Regions from separate parts of the Mus musculus genome. Here regions 1, 2, 4, 5 and 6 are each linked to region 3. A link is a contact called in public promoter capture Hi-C data. All regions are on one chromosome and are shown on one strand. Each heading gives the region's core, a stretch centred on a gene start, on an enhancer-like site or on the middle of the called end of the contact. The rest is flanking DNA. Distances are from core to core; before and after follow the strand shown. Region 1 holds the start of Esam (endothelial cell-specific adhesion molecule). Region 2 holds the start of Stt3a (STT3, subunit of the oligosaccharyltransferase complex, homolog A (S. cerevisiae)). Region 3 holds the start of Hyls1 (HYLS1, centriolar and ciliogenesis associated). Region 4 overlaps Slc37a2 (solute carrier family 37 (glycerol-3-phosphate transporter), member 2). Region 5 holds the start of Msantd2 (Myb/SANT-like DNA-binding domain containing 2). Region 6 holds the start of Tmem218 (transmembrane protein 218).

Region 1 (4,025 bases), core at 41-2,540, 2.0 Mb after region 3:
TGACAGTACAAAGTTTGAAAGCTGAGCTGCCAAAGAGGTAGATTCCATAGATGTCAGGGGCAGTCTAGTGTTTGTATAGGCATTTCGTAGAGCCACTGCATGACTGGTATTTGAAGAGGAGCCAGGCTGGGGCTCTTTAGGTAGGAAAAGCCATTGCACAACACTGGAGCTGATGGGGTGTGTAGAGATGAGGAGGCCAGGCTGCCTCTACTGCCTGACAGTTCTGCTCCCTCGGAACAGGCCACGTCAGACATTCGTGGCTATGCCTTCTGTCCTGCGCAGCAAAGCCCTGCCCAAATACTTGAAGCATATTTTTATTTATTGGCTGTTAGGCTGGAACCGGTGCGTTCCCCCTGCTGAAGCAGCCCGGGCCATCAGGGGGCGCAGAGGTGCCGCCACCCCCATCCCCGCCCCCAATGACATGGGTGGGGTGTGGGGTTGAAATTAAATTCACAGCGGAAAGATCTAGTCCTGGGAATTAAAGGATCAGAACTGGCCTAAGCCGTTCACTACAAGGATGGGCGGTTGCGAAGACACCAGCGGCTGTACAGAAGGGAAAGACATTATTTATATCCCGTCCTCCTGCAGCTGCTCCCTCCTCCCTGGTCAGCATTAAGCCTGTGACTGTTGCCTCAGTTTCCTGCTCACCTCCCTTGTACCAGGTCTTCCGTGTTTTCATGAGGCAAAGGTCCGAGACTCCCCCCAGACCCCCATACACTCCGCCTCGGGCCTCGGTTTCTGGAACTCTGGAGAACCAGCCCCTCTCTAGCCTTAGGAGCAGGAAGGCCTGTGGCGTCAGGGCTATGTTGGATGTCTTCCCCAGAAGCCTCGGGCCTGAACCGGGCGGAGAGAGGTGTGGGCTAATAAAGTTCGAATCCCCATTTCAGCGGCTGCTCCTAACCCAGCTGAACCCACACTACACAACGTGGGGGCTCCCCTCTTCCTCCGAGAAGGCTGCTCTGCTTTGATTCGGGATGCCGCACGCCAGGCTTGGAGCGGCCGTTCTGACCCCAGATACAGGGCTTTTATTGTCGGGTCGGGGTCACTTCTTAAATTTAGGTTAGTCCCCCCGCCCCCATTCCTCCTTTTTCACCCTCTATTCCTGACACCTGCCCTGGAGGTATGAGGTAGAGGCCGGCGGATCCGGCTGTTTGAGCCTGGGGAGAGCTCTCTTCCCCCGCTGCGAGTCACTAGCGCGCCGCGCCCGGCAGGACGGTGACCTCTCCACCCCTTTGAATGCCCCGCCCACTGTCCAGTCGGTCTCCACCCCACCTCCCCATCCGCACACCCGCTGACTTGGGTTGGAGCCACCCTGGTCAGTAGCCTGGTTCCTGTGCACATTCGGGTTGCCGCCGCTCACCCACAACACCTGTAGACACCGTGTGTCCAACTCTCCCTGAGTACTCCGGGCCAAGGAGGGCCATGATTCTTCAGGCTGGAACCCCCGAGACCAGCTTGCTGCGGGTTTTGTTCCTGGGACTGAGTACCCTTGGTGAGTCAAACACCGGGTCTGGAGGGCTTTGATCAGGTAAATCTGATCCTAGGGGAGGACTTTAGAGAGTGGGTTTGAAGGGATTTTTGTTTGACATTCTTGTCTTTCCTCATTACTCTCCACTTCTGGACATCACTGGTTGGTGCTACACTTTCTGCCTTCTATGGCTAGAACGGCTTCCAGCTTTGGTGTGGTGTGTGGTGTTGGGGAGGGGGATAAAGGCATCTCCAGCCAAGACCTCTGGGATGAGTTAAGGCAGTTATTCCTGTCTACTCTCTACCCCCACTCATCACAGCTGGATAAGCTGAGGCACTGGATGAGACAGTGACTAAAGGCTTAAGGACTTAGTTCCAGTCCCCCCTCCCCGCACCCCTCATTCAAGCTGATGTGAAAGATCCCTGAGGGAATGCCTGGTCCTCAGTCTTGACGCAAGTACTTCAAGCAGTACTTCACGTCCCAGCATTTCCCCACCAAGCTCTTTTCTTTCCTTCCTGCTTCCTGCCCTGGAAATCAAAGGAGATGCCCCCAAAGCCTGACCATGAGGTCATTTGGACACAGGAAATTCGGGAAGAGGTCAGTTGCTCAGACTCCAGCACACAGCCTACCATCAGGTCTACCATCGTCCTTATCTTTTCTCAGATCCAAAGGAACAAGGAAAATAGGGAGAGGGTGCCAAAGGGTCCAAGAGGAAGGGGACCTCCTGAAACAAGTGTTTGGGTGAGCTCTCCAGGACAACTATCTTAAGCAGGAGCTGGAGGTGGCCCACCCAGTACTATATCTGGAGAGAAATGACTCAGTAGGAACTAAGTCCCTTATAAGCTATTCCCCAGGCTGTTTTGCTCTCTGGGTTTAGAATCCTCGCTTTAACTTCTTCCTTGGGCTAGAGGATGTCAGAGCAAGTAAGACCTGGAAGAATGTAGAGTAGATTCAGTGACATTGATGGGGATCTCCCTGCTCCCACCCATGGTTTCTTTCGGCCTGGTCTGTGTCCTAGTGGTGTTGAGGGCATGAGATCTTAGGTTCCCAAATATGAGTCTCAGAGCTTCTGTGCCCTTCCCTCCAAAGCTTGGAGTGTTTCCTGTGCCTTCAGCTTCTCAGCTCTGCTTTTGCACCTTCAACCTCAGCTTCTGTTTCTTTTCTGCATTCTTCCTCAGCTTGGCCCTTACTGTGTTGGAGAGGGCAATGTCAGCCTCCAAGCAAGGGAGGAAAAACCTATATTGGCTGCCTGAACATCACAGGCATCCTCTGTAGGTCACCCGTGGCCCCTCCTTTTTCTCTTTCAGCTTTTGAGTTTGATTTTGTCATATCAAAGATCCAGAGCCTAAAATGCTACTAATAATGCCACGAAGGTTGCCCTTCTTGGCCTCTGGAGGGTTAAATGCACTCGCTGCTCCTGGGGAAGGCACAAGGCAACCCTCCCCCCCCCCCATGTGCTCTTTCGTGGCTCAGAACTGTCCCTGGAGCGTGAGAAGCCCACAAAGGGAGTTTCTCAGAGAAATAGGGAAACTAAAAATAGTAGCCCTGGGGAGAAGGGCCCATTCGCTCTGCTTAGGCCCTTGGCTCTCTCCTTCTGGTCTTAGATTGGGCTGAACGATGCTATTCTTGAGCAGCTCCGGAGTCCTTCACTGGAACCCAGGGACTCCCCATTTTTCTCCTTGCGGCACCCAGTCACAAAAAGATTTGATCAGTTAGGGGATTCTTCCGTTTCAAGTGACTCTAGAGCAGAGAGCTGGGAAATCCCAGGAGTCCCTTGCTCACCTCGAAGCAAGGGTGTACATGCTGCAACTCACCTCCCACTCCCAGCCCCTGCCCCTCGCTTTGCAAACTGCAAGTGCAAAACCTGGAAGAGGCAGCTAGAACACTCTTGGGGAGGGAAGCTGAAGTCTATCTGATAAAGACATGTTTCCCTCCTTACTGGCCTTACCCCAAGAAGGCTAGGAAGGTGCGCCTGGCGGTAGCGGAACAACCTGCAGGCAGAGTCCCTGGAGGGAAGTGGACCTTCTCAAGGCCGGGTTGTTTTTGCCTGCAGAGCCTCCGGTCTAACGGGCCGGGCTTCATTGTCTTCTGCCTTATCGGCGGGCGCAAGTTTCCTGCTCCGACTGCAGGGATCCGCCAGGAAATGTCAGGGGTGGGGGGTGCCACGAAGGACAAGGAGTAGGGGTGGGAGCCTTGGTTAAGACGCGGCCGGGAAGCGATGGGGGAGGCGCGCATCCTGGCTCGGTAGGGTTCTAAGTCTCCCCAGCCTTCCGATTGGCTTTGCTGGCGCAGATGGTCTGGGGCCTCCGAGCCTCGGCTGCCCGCTCACCTTCTCCAAGGTGGCAGCTTGTCCTGCGTGCAGAGTGCTATGATCCAGGAAGAGCAGGGCCCAGGAAGAGAGCTGCTGGTGTCACCAGGCTCCGCTTTGTGCTAATCCAAAGTCATTTTCCAAAAGGCTTTAGCACTTGGCACTGGAGTGTCATCAGTGTCCCCCTAACCGAAAGGGACACTCCCTTTCCTATCCCCAACGCATGCTGGGGAAGCTTTGTACTTGTGG
Region 2 (3,864 bases), core at 1,096-3,595, 1.2 Mb after region 3:
ACGTGAGCTACAAAAAACACCACAGAGGTAACCCAACCTGGGACTACAGACTGATGTACAGGGAAGAAGCAAACATTATTAGATTTATATGTCAAAATGAAAAAGGGAGAGCCATGCTTAGTGGCACACGCCTTTAATCCCAATACTTAGAAGGTAGAGGCAGGCCAATCTGATCTACAAAGCACATTCTAGGCCAATCAGAGTTACCAGTAACCTAGTTATATTGCCTTTCTGCCAAAAATAAAAGAACAAAAAAGAGTACTCAAAACACACACTCCACACGTCTATAATCCCAGGTATTTAAGAGACTGGGACAGAAGAATCAAAGGCTCCAGTTTAGAGAGAGCCTGTCCCAAGATAAAATTATTTAAAAGGGCTGCCCATGTAATTCAACAACGGAGTATTTGCCTAGAAGGCAAAAAAGCCCTGGTTTCCATCTTTCAGTACTACAAAAAGAAATATATATTCCACCCACAATTCTGTTTCCTAGTTGCACAGCAACCAAGTACAACTAGCAAAAGTAAGACACAAGGATCAGAAAGAAACAGAAGTGGAGGAGAAAGGAAAGTAGAAAAGGACGTGAAAATAGAAAGAGGGAAAACCAAACAAAGGTACTTGTTAAAAGGGAAAAAGAAAATAATCACGGAAACATAAGTGGGCATGAGAGGAGAGCGTACAAGCCAGGTACACTAGCCCATGTCTAGATTCCCAACACTTGGTGATACTGAGGAAGAGGATCACTGTACTGTTGAGTTCAGCATGGACCCAGTTAAGTTCTGAGTCAGTTTGGGTTAATGTGAGACCCTGCCACAGAGAAAGTTAAGTGGGGCTGAAGGTGGGGAAAGAGGGGGAGGTAATTTGGGCAGGAAGGTAAGTGGGAAGGGAGGGAAAGTGGAAATGAACATTACTTACTGAAGTGAAAGGAGAAATCTAGAAATCATGACTGACTAGACATAATTTCCAGCTATAAATCTAAGCCTCAATTGATTGGCTACAAGCTTTTTTCTGTTCCAAATCCCAGTGTGCATGCTCTCTGGCCAACTAAAGAGCAGGTGGTCACTAATGCAAGTTCAATCCATGCACTCAAGAGAGAAATATACTCAGGCCACCCACTACATATTCATTTTCAAAGTTCAAACTGTAACTACTGCTCAGGTCTATTTCCCTGTAACTCATTTCATGACCCAGAGAGAACTTGGAGCACCAGATGAAAATCTAGAGCAAAATTACAATAATAATAATAATAATTTTGTTTCTTCTAGACCAGAATAAATTTTGGAATGGTGGTAAGGGAAGCAATCTGCAGACAGTTCAGAATGGTGATCAATTATAGACAATTGGTATGTTAAGGACTAAGAAACAAAGAGTGTGGCAACTGAGAAAACGTAGCACTGTTCAAAACTATGCTGGGAAAGGGGAAACTGCATTATCTTGTTCCCTTCTTTCCAGGGACCAGGGGGTTGCAAAAGGAAAACACTGGACAAAATGGAAAACACGAAGACTCACACTGCGAAGTCTAACATCTTTCCTTTAATTAACTATACCAAAAGAGCAGTTTGGGCTGGTGTGATTAATTATAATTCCAAAGGGAAGGCTTATCACGCACTAATTCTGGGAAGTGAACAACTCAGTCCCATCTCTTGGGTTTGTAGTTGTTCTCAGGAGATAAGTGACATGGAAACTAAACACCACTGAGCTAATATGATCCACACACCTGAAGAGTAAGCAAAGGCAGCGAGAGTGCTAAAACCTGGACTTTAAAGCTAAACACTGCGAGTTTTCATACCGTTCTTGGCAATCTCCACACACCGATAGGGTACAGAAAGGGAAAGGACGCTTTTCTTATCTGCTCATCATCTCTCTGCTTCTCAGCTGTGTCTGCAAGCCTTGACCCACCCGAGCTCTAAATTCTAGGGCTGCAGCCTCGGTGGTTTTCCCACATACGTTTCCACGTCATCTTGTGCACCCTCACTGACTTCGAACCCACTATCTCAGCACACTCCGCGTGGCCCTTCCAAGCTAGTCCCAGGATCCTGTGCCCCACGCCCTCATGGCCAGAGTGCATTGCTCTGCCAAGACCCTTCCTCAGATCGTCTGGTGCCCCAATGCCTGGACGTCCCCATCTCACACTCCACGCCCCCTCCTCCGCCCAGGCCGCAGGCAGGCTCTGCTCCCCACCTCTACAGGCTTGTGTCCAGCACCTCGTTCGGGCCGGCCAACAGCCCGCGCGGCACCTGCCGCTAATCCTCTAGCGCTACCCCAGAGTTTCTCACCTCACGGATGCTCCTCAGGAACCCACTCTGCTCCCCCTGCCATCCGTTCAGCGGCGCACTCAACCCTGACAGCAGCCAAGGCCCGCCTCCCTGCCCGCTCCGCATTGGCTAGCCTCCGTCGATGTATATTTCAGGGGACCGACAGGATAACGGTTCTGTCTGTCATTTCGAGGGCGTGGATCGAGTCTGGATTCCTCCTTTTGAATGGACAATGTGACTGTCATTCACCCTGTTGAGAGGCGTGACTATGAAGTCCCACCGAACTGTGATAGGCCGGCGCGGGAAAGCGAAACGCGCGGAAAGAGCGTGCTCTGAACAGTTTGGTTGAGAGCCGAGCAGTGACGTGTCGGTCTGCGGACCAGGAAGGAGCGGCGATAGGAAGGAGTGGACGCTGTACCCTGGTCACATGAGCAGAAGCGGAAATACGTAAAGAAAGCGGCAGTCGTACCACGTCCGGAAAAGTTGGGCTGCAGATCCGTTTGTTTTTTAAGGTAGAAATGGCCCGTTACCTATTAAACGGTTAAAGGAGAGAAGATATGTTGTGAAAACTCTCAGCCTCCATGGTTCACACGAACCCACCTTGTGTAAGATGTGTCAACTAATAAGCCCAAGAATTGTTTCTGTGTTTGCAGTAACCTCGATAAAGGGACCTTTGACAAATTTCACCGAAACGTTTCACTCAGGTCTGACTTTATGGAAGGGCCCGGGAGGCCTTTTTAGGGTGTCACCGCCCGAGTCGGGCTGAGCCGGCAATAGCCTGCAGAAATTATCTCAAGGCTCGGAGCGGCTAGCCCTGGGCAATCAGGAGCAGCTTAGCATCGCCGGGCCCCTGCGAGGGTGACCTTTCCTCCCGGGCCCTCCGAGGATGGTACTGAGAACGGGCACAGGAAGGGGTTTCAGCTGCCAAACTCCAGTCTTTTCCGATATATACATATAAACAGATGTACTAATTCGAACACTTCCATGCCTTACAAGCCTCAAACCAAAGGCTACGGTAAGATTAGACCATCCAGATACCATTCATATTTGGTGCCAGTGACGCTGGCTTCTCTTTTCCTCTCCCATGAAGGGAAGCACCAACTATTGAAATCAGTACTTATTACAATAATGCATTTCCTCAAAATGCTCATGACCAGTTTTTACACCAGGACCTAACTCAATACCTCTTCTCTTTTGTTTTTATAGTAAATGTTCCATGTAGTTTTATTTTAGCAAGAATAACGGCAAAGCACACACTTGTGATGCCAGTGCTCCCAGAGTCTGAGGCAGGAGGAGCTAATTCCAGGCATCTTAATCTGAAGGAGATAAGCATGAGGACTTTACATACATTCAAACTCCTGTGGCTTCAAAACCTAGCTTAATTTCTTACATAGATAAATTATTTCTCACAGTTCTAGAGTCTGGGAAACAAAAGATTACAGTGCCCGAAACTGACGAAGACTTTTACCACGGCATTATATGGTGGGAGGTCACCTCAGACGTTTTATTTTAAAAAAAAAAAAAAAAATGCTAAGGTCAGGACTAGGGACAATGCTAGGGCTTGGTGGGTAAAGACAGTTGCCCCCTTACAATCTACAATCTTGCATTTGAT
Region 3 (3,861 bases), core at 512-3,011:
TTTTGTGTGTGTGTGTGTGTGAGTTCAAGTGTTCATGGAGGTCAGGAGAAGGCATCTTTTGAGTCCTTGGAGCTGAAATTCGAGGTATTTGTAAGGCGTCCATTGGGCACTGGGATCCCAACTCTGAGCCTCAGAGCAGTTTCTTACCTTATTTTGTTTTTCCTTGACTGGCTGTATTTGAGTTAACAAAAAGGAAACCTAGAAAAGAAAAACTGACTTTAAGAAACATTCTTATTTAAAAAGTCATTTCTAAAGCACAGTACATTGGGGCAGGAGTGGGGTGGGGGAGCCCTAACTGAAGGGTGTTAGTTACACTCTGGAGTCTATAGAAGCAAGAGTTCAAGGCTGAGGCAAATCCTCTTAAGAGGTTGTCTGGGGATGAATATAAAAGAAAATGGGTTCAGTTAGCTTCTTGGTTGTCATCACAGAAGCAGTCAATGAGAAGCTCCTAAAGGTATTTTTACAAAATTACTTCAGAGAGAGAATATTTATACAAACTCCAAAGTAGGACTGAATGTTAGAAAAATGTAAAGTAGGGAATAAAGCTTACTTCACTTAAAAAGTGGAATTACTTCAAAAGGTTTTGAAGTTTAATTGAGACATGTATATATCTCTTCTGGAGTTGGCCTGGGGTGATTTTAGACTAAAGCCAAGATGATTTTTAATGGCATCCTTACAGTGATAAAGTCCTGTTCCTTTGTGTTCAAATTATGTCCCCTTCATTTTTACACCTCAAATATGTAGATGCTTACAAGTGAAATGCAACTTCTCATGTTTATAGGTTATACTCAGTTCCTTTGCTTACAACGATCTCACAAGCTAAGCCATCTTATATATCGAGGATAAATATGGGTAATAGTGACTAAAATTACCTTTCCCTTAAAAACAAAAAACCCTCAAACAGTTTAATGCTCCAGGATTACCTAGTTACAGTAAAAAGATTCAGGGCTGGGGGGTGGGGTGGGATTTTTAACCCTTTAAATTCCTGTATTTGGCTATAACTGAAATTATGGTGCAATTTAACTTCTAAATTGAATGACAAACTGCTCTCTAGAAAAACTGATTATTACCTCAACACACGCGTTAGAGTGCCTCTATTTTCACTTTCATCAGCACTGCACACTGAAAAAACCTAGCCAACTTGAAAGAAAGGGCACAGTGATATTTTTGTTTGTATTGTATAGTTTTTATACGGGTTTTCTCACTCTTTCTGGGGTAAGATCACCCAGAGGGGTTCCTTCAGTTTTACTTGCTATCCTAAATCCTAAGCAAGCCGGCTGTACACTTGAATCCACGGAAGGTGTAACCCAAACCTGAGGCTACTTCCCTGCTCTTCCAACAATAACACCACCAGTCGCACCATCTGGCCACGGGCGTGCCGTGAGCTCGACTTCCCCAGGGACCCGTCCCCGTTTCCATGCTGGCAGGGAGGGCTCTGTCCACTCGCTTGCCCACCGGGCAAAAGTGGCGCAGGCAAGGTGTACATTACATTGTGACCTGCAGGGGCTTGGGCGGCCTGTGCTCGGGCTGCGAGTTAAAGACGTCCCGAGCAACGCTGCCGAGATTTACCTTGAACGCCAGAACCTGGCAGGGAAGAAAACGCGAATCCACGCGCAGCGGCCGAGGGAAAGAGCGTGGGCTCCGCTGCACCCTGTCCCAGGAAAGGTCCACCGCTCCGGCTCCGTGATCCTCACCAGCCTCGGCCGCCGCTGCCCAGGGTCTAGCAGTCGCGGCTCACCCCGGAACGCTGTTTCCCACTCGCGCAGGCGCACGACACCTCCACGTTCAGCGTAGTCGTTAACGGTCCGCTGTTCAAGTTTAAATCCCGAAGAGAGCCCACGCCTTTGGCTCCGCCCACCATCTCTCTCGTTGGTCCAGAGGCCAGACGTTCTCCACGTCTACATAACGATTGGTGCACATTTTCTCTAAGCCCTCCCCAACCTCGGGCCCGGAAGCGGGGTTTGGGGCGTGGAGCTGAAGTGGGAACCCGCCGGACCGTGGCGCGGAATCTGTTTCTTGGTCGTGTGGGTGTTAGTCTGGCGGTTAGGCAACGGGCTGGCCCTGCTCCGTGCCGCAGCCGCTCTTGGCTGTGGCCGGCGGCGTCGGAGGGTAGCGGAGGGGAGGGTTCTGGGGCGTGGCTGGCCCGGCTCGTGAGTCGGTCTCCACTGCAACCCGCGATAGGACCGCCCGACCAATTCCAGCTGCAGCGGTCCCCGCGGCACGGTATGCACTCTTCCAGAACGCACTATTATTGCCCTCCTTTTCTAGCGTACTGTTAACAAAATAGTATAATAAAAATATTACATGTATGTCTGACGTTTACAATGATTTGTGTACTTACAAAGAAAAAAAAAGGGACCCTAGTGCTTTGGGGACTACTGAGGGTAAGATCGGAAAAGAGGCCCCCATCCCCCGTACTTTAACTTTCTACATCAAATACAAATAGGTGTTTATTTCTTAATATATAGAAAGCTGGGTTGTTAAGATAGCTCTGGGGTTAAGAGCACGGGTTGCTCTTCCATAGGTCCTGAGTTCAATTCCTAGTAATCACATAGTTGCACATGGTTGGCTCATAAAGGGATCTTATGCTCTCTTCTGGGAGCGGGTGTTCATCAGACAGAGCACTCATACGTACCCCCACCCCTCAAATGCTAGAATGCTTAAATCTTCCAAACAATTCTTTTTTTGTTGAGGTTTTTTTTTTTTTTTTTTGCTTTTTGAGACAGGGTTTCTCTGTATATCCCTGGCTGTCCTGGAATTTACTTTGTAGACCAGGCTGGCCTCAAACTCAGAAATCCACCTGCCTCTGCCTCTTATCACTTGCCTACTTAGCTTTTTAATCAGGGCCCTTGCTCTACCTCTGAGGCAGTTAAGAATTTATGAAAACTGAATGACTACCCCTTGATGGACAATGTGACACTACTTTATTACACACATTCTTAGGACAAATATCCTGCTTTCATGTAATGCTTGTATGGAATTTCCTTTAGCATGGAACCTCCAGCTAATGTGTCTTAAGCAAGGTTAGATGATTCATTTTCTTACCTACTTTTGGACATTCAGCTTCATTTCTATACCTCAAAGTTAGGAGCTTGCCATGTAGCCCAGGCTGGCCTTGATGTAGGCAGATGGCAGACTCAGATTTGAGAAACAGAACAAAGGTAGGCAGTAGAGATGAGCTTAAGAGGTAGGTCATGTAGGCCAATGGGAGCAAATCTGACTTTAGCCAAAGAACTATGGAACTGGGTATCTGAAGCAGAATTGGGGCATGCTATGAAATACTCAGGTTTATTCTTGAAATTATTTTCTTTCCTTGAGAATAATGGATTAGAGGAATGCACAATTTTATGTAAAATCTGAATGAGACATAATTGCATATTCGAGGCATAGGTTGTGGTACGTAGGCTAGGATGGTAATGGCCAGGATATTAAGAAGGGGAAAGACAGATATATTTTGTGTCTATGACCAGAACACATATTTTATAAGGCTGAGGTGTGAGAGATCAAGTGTGGTTTCTTAGTTCATAGATTTCTGGCTGGTGCAGCTGAATGTTCTTTTCTCGAACAGGAGATACTGGAAAAAGACTTTTTTGGGTGAGGTAGAGTTAAGCTTTGAGCACATTGTATTTGAGGTGTGTGTTAGCATTCTGTTGCTGTGACTTAATAGAGACACTGAAATGGAGGACAGATTTATTGTGGTTCCAAGTTTGAGCTCATGCTCATTTAGGGCTACTGTTCTTAGGTGATGGTTGGGCAGAATATCACGGTGGGTAGAAGTAGAGGGAGCAGAACACAGCTGCTCATCTTGTGGTAGCTGGGAAGCAGAGAGACAGAGAGGCAGATAACATGCTGATCTTTTGC
Region 4 (4,206 bases), core at 1,245-3,744, 1.7 Mb after region 3:
TTTAACCCCAACCCCAAGCCTGGGAATAAGCATATGTCATACGTGCAGACAAGACAGTCTTTATTACGTGCAGCAAAGATGCCAGGTATTCTCAAAGCGCACTGTAAACGCTTATGTCACCATGTATCAGATCTATTAAGTGGGTCTTGTTTGTGTCTCCACTTGATACAACAGGTACAGACTGGGGGAATCATTCAACAGGGGGATTCAGGAGTCAAGGTTGGAAGTGAAGCAGTTTGGCTCAGTGTTCAAGCTCCTAACACTTATATTACACTATGTGTCTGTAAGGTACAAACAGGATTAAAGGGACCAAATTCAGGCCACACAGATCCACTTGAGAGAAACCCCTAGAAGGAGCTGTTGATTGTGGGGAGGAAGCCTGGAATTGGGCAGGAGTGGGGGTTAAAGTAGTTGAAGTATACTTAAAGATGATGTCATTGATGAGCTCTGATTGGGGCACTGTGCAGCAGCCAAAAGAGGGCACATCCCCTTTAGAGTTATTTCTAAAAGGATGGTAAGGATGCTGCTGTACTCGGTGCTATGTGGCCACCCCTGTATACCTGTTAATCTTTGAGGTTTTTGGCTCATGCACGTGCACATGCCTGGTGGATATGTATGCATGTGGAGGCCATAAGTTAACCTCAGGTGTCATTGTCAGATGCCATCCATCTTGATTTTTGTTTGTCTTAGGTAAATTCTCACTGTCTGGAGCTTACTATCTTCCTGTTTCTGCCTCTCGAGTGCTGGACAATTAACTTGCCCCCATACTTTTCTTCTTCGAGCGTGTTCTGGGAGTCAAACTCGGGTCCTCATGCTTACCCGGCAAGCATTTTACCCACTGAGCCAGCTTCCCAGCACTGGGAGCTCCAGTTTTTCTATGCTTCTGACTGTAAGTCGGTCATGCCTGTTTTGCACTAATGATGCGTATGAGTTTGCTATTGCTGCTGTAAAACATTACAAACTTCACATGGCTTAGAACAATGCACATGTATTATCTTACTGTCTCACAGGGCTAAGGACAATACTGTAGGAGAGATTCTAGGGGAGGACCTATTTGCATTCTTTAGCTTCTAGAAGTCCCTCACATTCCAGGGTTGATGAGCCCTTTCTGCATTCAGAAATCAGCAATGTAACATCTTCCACTGTTTTCCACCCCTGCCTCACTGTCATTCATGAGAGCCTTGTAGTTATCCTGGGCTCAGTTGACAACCCATCTCAAGAAGTCTCGTTTATCATGTAGCACAATATATTTATGGGATCTAAGAATTAGGGTGTAGACAGTCTGGGGGGGGGGAGGCATTACACCTTCTACAGGATATAGGGTTCCATTTCTTAGCTGTAAGGATGGCCTCCTTCCACCCCCAAACCTCCCTTATTCCCATAGCCTCGTGGACAAGGTCGGTTGCTTTGTCTAGGTCTCATGGCTCCCTGCAGCGGCCCTCCCCACCCTCTGTCTGGTCCCATGTTTAGGTCCTTCCTCACTCCTTCAGTGAAGCCTTAAAATTCTCAGCTCTACAAGAGGCTCTTTCCCTTCCAGCTACTTCCCACCTGCCACTCCTCATACACACTAGCCCAGCCTCCCAGTGGGTCTCTAAAGGAGAAACACAAAGAGTTATTGCCTTTTAATTACACGTGCTATTGTAGCATCTATAAGGAAGAACATTTTAAGCTTAATTGAGACCAAATGTGAAGTTAAATTAAATGAATAACTAATTAAGGTAATGTTCCTGCATTAGCCCCGTGTGAGTGCAGAGGCCTGAGAGAAGACAGGTACCAGGCCTCTAGTGAACAAACTGTGCGCAGAGCTGGCGTGTTGGGGGGATGAGGAGGGTGCAGAGAACCTGGCCTGGCAAGCGAGTGCAGAACGGTCCATGGGGGTGGTGATCCTCAGCCTTTGGGGTTTTCTCCAACCCTCTTCTTACACCTCCAGCCTAAGCCTTCATTTTTGAAGCCTGGCTCTGGGCTCTCACAAATCTTTTGAAGCTTTCTAATGACTCTCTTGCCTGCCTGGAGTGCATGTGTGCGTGTGTCCATGCTCTGGTCCTTATCCCAGCATAGGACAGCATGACAAGATTTATATTAGCTTCTTCTGTCTTCTGCTTCTCACTGCCTTTTCATATTGATCATCCAAGGCCCTTGGATTCTTCCTTCAAATACTGTCACACGTGAAGCCACCAGGATCGCCCCTACTGGCCCTGCCCACCAGTCCTGTCGCATCAGGTCTGAACTAATGAATGATGTAGCCCTCAACTGAGGTCATTGCTTTGTAGCTTGTGTTGTTTCTATTTTCATAGTCTGTCTTCTCTGCAAAGGAGACAAGAGCAGCAAGTGTGACTAACACTTATCTCCCTTCACACCAGTCCCATGCCTTGAGCAATGTTATTCCCCTGTGTAGATGAGGAGACAGGAAGAATGTGGTAAGTAATGAGGCTGAGATAGAGAAGACCTCCTAGAACCACTCCTCCCACACTGATCTCTCAAGAGGCTGTGTCAGGAAAGCAGAGTCTTCCTTCTCTGCAGAGGAAGGAATAGCAACCCTGCCTGCCCTGGACTCTACTACGGGATGCTATCACCATCTAGTGGCCTACAGAAGTAACACAGCTTTGCCTTAAAGTCTGTCCTTTCCACATAAGGTCAGTCTTTCTGGTCTTGAGGGATTTGTGAACACTGAGCAGACTACCATGTGCCAGCCCCTGCCCTGTACCAGGTCCTGAGGATAAGATGTGCCTGACTGACTGCTTCCTGCAGGACTAAAGTGAGAACCAGGCAAGTGAGCTTTATATTTTATTGCTGAGGCCAGTGTATCTAGCTAACACACTGACTGACACAACATCCTAGTAAATGCAATGGATGTATCTTGTATGGGGGTCTAGGCTCCTGCTGGATTGCACAGTGTTATCAATGTCATGAGCAATGCCCTCTGGGAAAGACAGCTGTCGCAGCCCCAGAACACCAATCTTTGTTGTTCATGTGACAATGCTTTACTGCCCCTCACGAGCCCCATGGCTGCTGCTATGCCAGGCCCTACCAAGGATAAGCAGTGGCACAGTTGGCAAAGGAAATCTGTATTGGTGCTGATGGGCAGCTTAGAGGTCAGGCGGAAATGCCAGGAGTCAGCCTGGCATGTCGTGAACCAGGACTCAAGAGCGGAAGGAAGGGGCATCAGAACACCAGGCAGAGGGTGGCTGCAAGGTGTCTCCTAGCAACTGCTCAGTAGCAGTTACGCAGATGTTTCCAGTGGTATCTTCATTTCTTGCTAAACTTGGCACCTATGTTCAGGGTTAAGTTCTTCCCATAGCCACTTCCTGTTTGTTCTTAAAGGACAGCTGTCATGACTTGAGCACCCAGTGCTTAATTCACACTGGCATTTGCAGTTGTATACAACACCTTAGTCTTCACCAAACTGACCCTGATGTCTTCATCCACTGAGGCATCTTAAGAGTGAGGCAAGGAAGGTACTGGGCTCTGAGGGTGGACACGGTCAAGAGCCCGAGAGCAAGTTCCCCTACATTTAGTACTTATGACAGCTCCCGTACCCCATCCAAGCCTTGACTCTGCAAAGGCAGCACTAATGCTTCAAAGTGGCTGAGTTATCAACAGGATCGAGTGGAGGATAGATCAACAGGGTCCTACTTGGAGAAATACAGAAAGAATAGTTCATAGACAGAGACAGACACAGAGACAGAAACAGAGAGAGAGAGAGGCCCAGCACCTTTGAAACAAGGTGAAATCCCTCATAGGTACAGGATAATTACAGAGGTTTATAATTTAACATGGGAAGGAGAGATGCACCTTTTCCAGGCCTTGGAATCCAAACAAGCAAGAGTCTGAACCTGTCCTTCCTTTCTGCTTTCAGCCCATTCCTTCTGATTGCAGTTCCCAGAGCTCAGGCCTTGAAGTCTGCCATGTTCCCATGCTTGGTGCTCAGCAGCCCCTTCCCATAGAGTTTTCTGTACCCTTCCTTAGTGGCAATGTAGCTTGGGGCTAGACCAGTTAGATCAGGAGGCTTTGCCTCTCCCTGTGATGGAAGCTTCCATTCTCTTGCTCATAAGTTGGGTACCCAGCAGGGGTGGCCCATGTTGCTCTTCCAATTGAGGCCTCAAATTTGTTTGTACCTGCATGAACAGAGGGTGGGATGGAAGAGAAAGTAAGCCACAACTTAATAAGCTTCTGCCTTTCATGTCTACTGTTCGTAATTAGGGTTCC
Region 5 (3,839 bases), core at 218-2,717, 1.9 Mb after region 3:
AAGTCTTGTAATTCCAGTTCTAAGGGATCTGATGCCTTTTGCTGACCGTTACCAACATCAGGCCCCTTCACACATACACACATAGGCAAACGTTTATACACATAAAACTAAACGAACACATTTTAAAATGAAGTTTAATTTTGTGTGTAAGTGTGGGGATATGGGTGGCATGTCCCATGTATGACGGTCAAAGAACAAGTCATGAGAGCAGGTTGTCTTCAGTCATTGGGCGGGCTTGGCAGCAAATACCTGTACTGGTTGAGGCATCTTTCTGCCACTACTGAGGTTTTAAAGTTAATGATCTGAGATAAACAGGATTTCCAGCTTTAAAGAATATGGAAATTGACTAGGTGGTGGTGGCAGCTCAGGCCTTTAATCCCAACATTCCAGAGGCAGAGGCGGCAGGCGGAGTTTGAGGCCAGCCTGGTCTATAGACTTAGTTCCAGGACAGCCAGGATAACACAGAAAAACCTTGTGTCAAAAACCAAAATAATACCACACAAACAAGGTTATATCTTATAGCTATATGATACTTCAATGTTCAAGACTTTACGGAAATATTCAGGAGTGAGTGATGAGTGCTAATTTACTACTAGGTCACAGGAACAGTTTCATTTCCTTGAACTTGACTGGGAAATTTTAAACCAGTCCCAAATCCCAGTGGACTGAGGTACCGGAGTAGCTATTCTGCTGGGCTCTGGAGCTCTTTCATGTCCCCATTATAGATACTGTATAAAAGCAAGAAAGACATTTACTTTATCATTGGCTACACAGTTACTCAGAGGAACAAGAAAACAAACGAAACGAAGCTTGTGGGTGTGGCTCAGTGACAGGGTGTTTGCCTAGCAGAACACGTGAGTGCAATCAGAGTTGCTATAGAGGCTGAGTTTCTTGAAAAGCTAAAGCGTGCAAACTCTAACTCATATCTGTTCTCGAAAGTCTTGTCCAGAACCACTGCAAGCAGCCTTCCCGCTTTGCCTTCCTCCACATACCCTTTGTAGGGTTTCCTAGTCTCCAGTCTGGACCTCGGTTCCCGTACCTAAAGGCGGGCTTAGAGGGAGGATAGGCTCAGGGGCGGAGACAGGAAAACAGAAATAGCCAATTCGTCCTTAATTCGAGGCCCTCGCGGGCCTCACCCCTGTTGTGAGGGTTGAGATTGGAAAGGAAGTGGGGAGGCTCCAACCAGTCCTTCACTCCCGCGCCCTCATGCCCCCACCCTTCTCTGCTCGGAGCTTGGGTGCGCCGGGTCCCAGCTTCTCCTCCCGGGAGAGGAGCGGCCGGCACCAGCTGGCTGGAGGGGAAAGGCGAAGATTTGCGGGCTGCTTGGGCCAGCCAGACACATCCTCCGGGCCCTCTGACCGCGGCGAGCCACTCAGCCCCGAGCCAGGCCCCAGGGCAGCCCCGGAGACCCCGGTGGCCGGATGCAGGGGTGCGTCACTTCCGGGCGGTGCAGCGGCGGCGGCTTGGAAGATGGCTGCGCCCTGTGGCTCGGAGCTGCCCGCCAACTCGCCGCTCAAAATTCCGAAGATGGAGGTGCTTTCCCCGGCGTCTCCCGGCGACCTGAGCGACGGGAACCCATCGCTGTCCGACCCTTCCACGCCTCGGGGAGCCTCCCCTCTCGGGCCCGGCAGCGCGGCGGGCTCGGGGGCCGCGGCGTCCGGGGGTCTCGGGCTGGGGCTGGGGGGCCGCGGCGCTGCCTCGTCCTCGGTCTCCTTCTCGCCCGGCGGCGGCAGTGGCGGGGCTGCGGCGGCCGCTGCCGCCGCCTGCCGGGGTATGTCGTGGACGCCGGCAGAGACGAACGCGCTCATCGCTGTATGGGGCAACGAGCGGCTGGTGGAGGCGCGGTACCAGCAGCTGGAGGGAGCCGGCACGGTATTCGGCAGCAAGGCCCCTGGGCCGGCCATGTACGAGCGCGTGTCCCGGGCCCTGGCCGAGCTGGGCTACGAGCGGACCCCGTCCCAGTGCCGGGAGCGCATCAAGGTAACCGGCCGCTCTGCCCGGGGCTGCGAACCAGAGGCAGAGAAGGCGGGGAAACGGGCCTGGGGGCGGGGGCCGGGCCGAGCGCGGGGCTCCCCTCCCGGGCCCCGGGTATCCCTTGTGTCTGCTCCGCCTCTTTCTTCTCTCCCTGGGAAGGGGCGCTTCTTTCCAGATGGCCGCCAGCCCGTAGGTTTCCTGAGTTTGAAGTTGGGCGTGTCTGCCGCCGCCCCTCTTTCTTGCCAATTGAGGATGTTCCTGCGCTCTGAAGTTGGTAGTTTCTCTCATTGTGCGCGGGGCCCGCAACTGTCGCGGGTGCTGTCGCCCGCACTGCTTTGTTCCCAGATAGAGGGGCTCCCAGACTGAAGCTTTCCAGCTGGGATGGAATTGAGGAAGGGTAGCAGAGGGCCGGATGAGCGCCCAGTGTAAGATTTTTTTCCTTTGCTGAAGTTTCAAGAATAGAGCATTGGGACGGCTGGCCTTTTGTGTCAGTCGCTTTGCTTGTCAGTTGAGGTGATACAAGGACTAGCAAGATTTGAGGTGCTTTTGGAGAGCTGGAAAGGCTTAGTGAAAGAAAGGTCGTGTATTGTTATCGTGGAGGTAGAGGACAGTAGAGGACACCTTGAACGTTAGTCTGCTTGAAGGTTCTTTTGGAATTTGGACTGGCGATCTTTTCAGAGTCAGGTTGCCTTGAGAGTCAGGAGGCTTCTAATTCTGAGGAAGCCCTCTCTTGTCACCCAGGTTTTTTCTGCTTTAGTTAGGGTGCCCGGATGCGGACAAGTAAAACCGAGTATGCATCTGGCCATCCTTATGCATCAGCATGTTTAAATGTGGAGGCTTAATGTGGGTTAATTTTACCATCAGCCTGCATATCGGTTTACTGTTTCTAATGCGTTGTCTAGGCCTTCGTATCTGCCTTTGCAGACAAGGAGCTGTACTTTAGTTAAGCTCTTCCCTCTTACTAGTGTCTGCTCAGAGTTTCTCCCAGTTTTCATTGAAAACATTACATTGTGTTTACCTAGTGTTCACTTCTCATAGTGAAGGCTACTTTTTCTGGGGACGAAAAAGAGTCACAACTGAGAATATCACATTAGCAAACAACCATAAAACTCAGTAAGAATAGTTGTTTAAGTAAGGGTAATCACACTGAATGGGGGGTGGGGGGGATTGTGCCATAGTTCATGAGGCCTTGGCTCCACAGATGTTCATTTGGAGACGTTGTTACTTAGAAAATTTGTTCCAGAAACAGCGGTTTCATTGTTAACTGTTAGATTAATTTTACACCCATTAGAAAGCAAAGTTAGATTATTTGATTATGTTCATTTGAGGATTCTTATTGAGCTCCTTTGTTAAACAAGAATGTCATTGAGATAATATGTACTAGATAATATGTTGTTTGGATTTCATTCATTGCTTTATTCAGGGTCGTTCATGTTAAATTTGGGGCAGTTTCTTTGAGCTGCCCTGTGTAGCATCCACCCACAAACTTTTCTGGAGTTCTGAGAGTGTCTTAGGCATTTGTAAATTATGCCTGTTTTCTTGATTTTTATTCATAGGATTTTCAAGGTGTACTATCAAAACCTTGCTGAATGTAAATCTCTCCATAAAATTGTTTCTCAAACAACCAGGGGATATCTAGTTGGAATGCTTCATTGTCCAGTTATGAGAAGGAAATCTAAAGCAAAGAAAGGAGATTGAGCCTCTGAAGAATTTAGAGGATCAGTTTACCTGTTTTCAGACAGGTAAGATCAAGTTGACCTCCAACTTTTAGTCTTTTGGGATTATGAGATGATGCTGGGTTCTCTGATACCGTAGCAGTTAACAGACAAGGAGGGATGACAAATGTTTGCTTTTGATCAAGAAAC
Region 6 (4,219 bases), core at 721-3,220, 1.6 Mb after region 3:
TGAATCATAATGTAAATATCTGTGTTTTCCCATGGTCTTAGGTGACCCCTGTGAAAGGGCTGTTCGACCCTGAAAGGAATCACAACTCATAGGTTGAAAATGCCATATAGCATAACCTAAGCCAGCCTTGAATTTATGGTGATCCTCCTGCATCAACTTCCTAAATTTGAGGAACACGGGTGTTCCCCACACCTGACCAGAGAACACTTTGATAACTAAAAAACATACAGGCAAACTTCAAATGTCCCCATGAGATCATAGTTTGTATTAACTTAAAACACCTAATGGCTTATTTTGCCCCCCCCCCCCCGCCTCTATCAAGAACAAATGATTTTACACATTTGAGAAAGACAACTAAACATTACTCCGAGTTGCTTTTGCTTTTGTTTGCTTGGGAGAGAAAAAAAAACTGTCTAACAAAGTTTGTTATGGCTTGGATGTCAAAGGCTGGCTCTGATGAGCTTAAGAGTGACTGCATCCTGAGGCCTCATCAGTGAGTTAATTACCTTAGATGGGTTCATAGTTAGACAGACTGCTGGAAAGGGATGGAAACTGGCACAACCTCTTCTTACCTTTAGGGATATGTGCATGCAGGTGGTACACATGCAGCATGTAGGCAGAACATGCATACACAGGAAATAAAAGTTTAAACATCCAAGTGTTCTCATGTGTGCTATCCTCTGGAGTAACTAACTATAAATTAGATCTACACCTTGTGTCCTTGACCTGCCATTACAAAACTATGTAAAACTCATTAAGACAAGAGTAACATTTTATTTCTTGTGTATCCTCTCAGTTTCTAATAGTACATAGTTACAGTAACAATAGCATAGCTCCTCAATAAGGCAGCTAACGTTCAGTCGTTAAAGAGGTAAGGACCTATAGGTCTCTACAGTCAAGAAAACTGAATCAGCCTCCACTTCATTCATAATTCAGAAAAAGAGTGCACTGAAAGCCAGGCTAGTGACTCATGCCTTCAATACCAGTACTAGGAAGGCAGAGGCAGACACATCTGTGAGTTCGAGGCCAGCCTGGTTGACATAATGAGTTCCAGGACAGCCAGGGTTACATAGTGAGAATCTGGAGAGAAGGGACGGGACGAGAGAAAGAAGTAGAGGGAGAGAGGGAGAGAGGGAGAGACAGACACAGAGACAGGCAGGCAGTCGAGCAGGCAGATAGAATACATCCAGGCCCAATTTTGTCTAAGGACACAGCTTCCAGGACCGCAGTTCACAAATCTTATATTGCTTTTGTTTTCCCTTCACGCTTGCACGACGAAGGATGCAAACTTTGACCGGTTTCCATTCACTGGCCTGATCTTTTGATCAGACACCCTATAGCCTGCATACAAAATCTTGACACATTCTGGGTAGCAGTTAGGGAAGAACACTCTTCCACACATGTGGACCAGCTGCCAGTATAGGGTGGCAAGAAGGGAAAAGGGTTTATGTGACCTCGGGCCTCTTCCCAAGTCTGTCTCTTGGTTTCATTGATCCTTGCCTTGTCGGTACATGTCAAAACCTAAAGGAAGAAAAACTACCAATAAAATAAGGCCCAGTAAGGAGAATGTGTTGTTATTTTAACTAGTGATCTGCATTCAATTCAGGAGGGATTCTAGGGATCCTGAAATGCCAAGCCGATTTGATTGTCCCCACAATCCCAGGCTCCTGCGGACTGGTCATCAGATAGATAGCGGGGCAGGAATTGGTGTCTAGACCGCGGAACAGCTCTCTGTGATCGGTCGGAGCAATCTCAATCGCGAAAGCAAGAAGCTATTAAACGGTCTTCCCGTTGTTGTCCAAGGGTTTAATCCTTACCAAGGTGTGATTGACAAGCATTGCTATCCAATTGAAACTGAGGACAGTACATATAGACCAATGGGAGGACGTAAAGGAGACTGACGTACACACCACCCACCCACCACGCTTTGCGTTGCCTGGAGCCACAGCCAACGTCAGCTATTGAGGACGCCCTTAAGTGCTGAAAGGGCGGCTTTGATTGGTCCATCTTAAATTTCTTAAATGAGCCCCTACTTGTGATTCGTCCAAAGTAGACCAAAGCCTGGATGAAGGGGACAGAGAGCGAGGGGTGAGTCCTGGTGAGGAACCTGAGAGCCGGGTGAGGACCGGAGGCTGGCCCCAGACGCCTGGAAGGTGAGGGCGGGAGGCGCGCGGGCCACCGAAGGTCATCCTGGCCGCAGGCCTGGGATTACTGCTCAGTCCCCAGTGTTCCCAGCTGCGGTGCTGGGAGCTGATGTGTGGTGAACCCTGCAGACTGAATCGCTGCCTGCCCAGTAAAAAGGGCAGGACGCTGAAGCACCCTCTTTCTGTCAGTCAGGTGTCACCTGGTCTTTAGGGGTCGTGACATTTGATTTTGCCCAGAGGTGCATGTGATTAACCAACAAAGATTAGGAGGCATTAGCCTAATGTTTTAAAACCCAAACGAGGCTGAAGTTTCTAAAGTAGGAAAAAAAAAAAAAGTGTAGGCTCTCACTCCTCCAGTTTGTTGATTTTGGGGATAGGCCTTGCTCAATATCCCCGGCAGGCCTCAAACTTATGGTCGGTCCTCTTGCCCCACCCAGCCTTTTGAATGCTAGGATGACAGATGTGTACTACCACATCAGGCCATTCTAACTATTTTTGAAGGTTTGGAATAAGCAATTAAAAAAAAAAAAAGTTAAAAAGAGAGCTGGGCGTAGTAGTGGCGTTAATCTTTAGTCCCAGCAGGCTGGAGGCACAGGCAGTCAAATCTTTGTGAGTTCGAGGCTAGCCAAGTGTACAAAGCTTTACCCGGGAAAAAAAGATATCTCCAGAAAGGCAATCCTGTCCAGTAACCTACCATTTCTATTGCGTTCAAGGACTTGGTCCTGAAATTTGGGGTACGGGCAAGGTATCATCCACCAGCAGCCTTACACCACACTGCCTTATCTGTAATTTCCATCTGCCCCAGACAGCAAACTGTCCTCTGAGACAGGTATTAGTTTTCTCCCTTAAGATTCTCAGCTTGTCTTGCAGAGGTGGCCCATGCCTTTAATCACAGAGGCTGAGAGTTCTCTGAGTTTGAGGCCAACCTGATCTAGTTCCAGGACAGCCAAGGGTACACAAAGAAACCCTGTCTCAAAAACCAAAAACAACCAAAGATCCTCAGCCTGGTGGTGGGCAGGATTTTCATCCAATGAACCCAGGGTGCAGGATGTTTGTTTCTTTGTTTGTTTGTTTTCCCCTGGAAATTGGGTGAAAGGGGCTGTCAAACCAACCTTAGGTGGAGGAAGAATTCAAGACATATAGATTCAAAAGGGTCCGGAGAACTTTATAAGGAACCTCACAGTCTCCATCACAGGGAGAAAAACAAACAACAAAGCACCTGACCTTGTCTTGCTTTTGTCAACTGCTACACAATGTGTTTAAATTTATACAAATTGTTTTTTTCCTACTCTAGGTTACTTGTTTCTAACGAATTGACTCTTAAAATTGTGTCGGCTTAAGCATCAACTCTCAGAGAATACTTGGATGGTATTCTGTGTCTTAAGTAAATGGACATTTTTGTTTGTTTGTTTTAATCAAATCTCACTAACAAATAATTTAGCTATTCCCAAGACTTGGGGTTGTAGCTCAGATGGCACAGTCACACCTAGCATGCGTGAGACCCTGAGTTCTACCCCTAGTGTCATAAACAGGGAGTGGTCCACTGTAATCGAAGGGAAGGTAGATGCAGGGGAATCAGAAGGTCACTGGGGCTGGAGAGATGGCTCAGTCCAGGCTTAAAGCTCCCTGTAACTTCAGTTTCAGAATCTAATGTCCTCTTCTGGCCTCCACAAGCACCTGCATAAACATCACACAGGCACACACACACAGGCACACACACAGACACACACACACACACACACACACACACACACACACACACCAATTAAAAAAAAATCTAAAAGAACCCCAAAAGAATGGTTTGGTTATGAAGGGCTTGGAGCTGTGTGTTCTATCACTTAAGAGTCATCCCGTAGGTGTAACTTGATGTCACCTGAGCCTGTCAGCATCCGTGGGGATGGAAGATCAATGCTTCTGATGTTCCCAGCCCCCGCTGTCATTTATCCTGATTTCTAGGTGATAAGAGTTTGTTCATGTCTTCCAGGTTGTTGTATGATATCCAAAACAGCACAACTAATCCTAAGTAGACATTTCTTTCAAGGAAGCCCATCAGCTCAGCCAGTCAGGCTAGTTGT

What was found. Promoter capture Hi-C pulls out the DNA fragments that hold promoters and counts their contacts.
Region 1: a contact with region 3 is called in a promoter capture Hi-C map of liver, with 4 times the contacts expected there. The contact joins the promoter of Esam here to the promoter of Hyls1 in region 3. A contact is called at or near these places in 5 of 39 promoter capture datasets (cranial neural crest, hippocampal neurons, liver and 1 more), 1 of 115 datasets of contacts at active chromatin or transcription factors (astrocytes) and 1 of 9 other capture datasets (liver).
Region 2: a promoter capture Hi-C map of embryonic stem cells shows a contact between it and region 3, with 5 times the contacts expected there. The contact joins the promoter of Stt3a here to the promoter of Hyls1 in region 3. A contact is called at or near these places in 17 of 39 promoter capture datasets (the 3T3-L1 cell line, the C10 cell line, the HPC-7 cell line and 10 more), 7 of 484 Hi-C or Micro-C datasets (B cells, Th1 cells, cortical neurons and 4 more), 27 of 115 datasets of contacts at active chromatin or transcription factors (the 230-238 cell line, CD8 T cells, the NIH/3T3 cell line and 15 more) and 5 of 9 other capture datasets (adipose tissue, embryonic stem cells, liver and 2 more).
Region 4: a contact with region 3 is called in a promoter capture Hi-C map of pre-B cells, with 6 times the contacts expected there. The contact joins the enhancer-like site here to the promoter of Hyls1 in region 3. A contact is called at or near these places in 2 of 39 promoter capture datasets (hippocampal neurons and pre-B cells), 1 of 484 Hi-C or Micro-C datasets (cardiomyocytes), 3 of 115 datasets of contacts at active chromatin or transcription factors (embryonic forebrain, large pre-B cells and pro-B cells) and 1 of 9 other capture datasets (liver).
Region 5: a promoter capture Hi-C map of pre-B cells shows a contact between it and region 3. The contact joins the promoter of Msantd2 here to the promoter of Hyls1 in region 3. A contact is called at or near these places in 9 of 39 promoter capture datasets (the 3T3-L1 cell line, the C10 cell line, cranial neural crest and 6 more), 1 of 115 datasets of contacts at active chromatin or transcription factors (astrocytes) and 1 of 9 other capture datasets (liver).
Region 6: a contact with region 3 is called in a promoter capture Hi-C map of pre-B cells. The contact joins the promoter of Tmem218 here to the promoter of Hyls1 in region 3. A contact is called at or near these places in 11 of 39 promoter capture datasets (the 3T3-L1 cell line, cranial neural crest, embryonic stem cells and 7 more), 2 of 484 Hi-C or Micro-C datasets (B cells and cardiomyocytes), 4 of 115 datasets of contacts at active chromatin or transcription factors (astrocytes, extraembryonic endoderm stem cells, pro-B cells and 1 more) and 2 of 9 other capture datasets (adipose tissue and liver).

Annotation. Positions count from the first base shown.
Region 1 is chr9:37,526,799-37,530,823 of GRCm38.p6, forward strand. Esam (endothelial cell-specific adhesion molecule) reads left to right here and starts at 1,291. Exons shown (of 7, transcript NM_027102.3): 1 at 1,291-1,492. The coding sequence starts at 1,423.
Region 2 is chr9:36,765,277-36,769,140 of GRCm38.p6, forward strand. It overlaps Stt3a (STT3, subunit of the oligosaccharyltransferase complex, homolog A (S. cerevisiae)), which reads right to left and starts at 2,346. Exons shown (of 18, transcript NM_008408.5): 1 at 2,274-2,346. It overlaps Gm26787 (predicted gene, 26787), which reads left to right and starts at 2,611. Exons shown (of 4, transcript NR_166654.1): 1 at 2,611-2,764.
Region 3 is chr9:35,568,308-35,572,168 of GRCm38.p6, forward strand. It overlaps Hyls1 (HYLS1, centriolar and ciliogenesis associated), which reads right to left and starts at 1,762. Exons shown (of 4, transcript NM_029762.1): 1 at 1,570-1,762; 2 at 148-198.
Region 4 is chr9:37,227,542-37,231,747 of GRCm38.p6, forward strand. Slc37a2 (solute carrier family 37 (glycerol-3-phosphate transporter), member 2) reads right to left here. Exons shown (of 19, transcript NM_001145960.1): 19 at 1,608-4,115. Among named protein-coding and RNA genes, the nearest start is that of Tmem218, 21 kb to the left of the region's middle. Within about 2 kb of position 2,495, at least 137 of the 459 cell types and tissues checked have an H3K27ac peak or open chromatin away from gene starts, as enhancers often do. A contact at or near this core is called in pre-B cells and pro-B cells, where this site is marked.
Region 5 is chr9:37,487,854-37,491,692 of GRCm38.p6, forward strand. It overlaps Msantd2 (Myb/SANT-like DNA-binding domain containing 2), which reads left to right and starts at 1,468. Exons shown (of 4, transcript NM_146222.2): 1 at 1,468-1,980. The coding sequence starts at 1,471.
Region 6 is chr9:37,206,253-37,210,471 of GRCm38.p6, forward strand. Tmem218 (transmembrane protein 218) reads left to right here and starts at 1,971. Exons shown (of 4, transcript NM_025464.3): 1 at 1,971-2,153.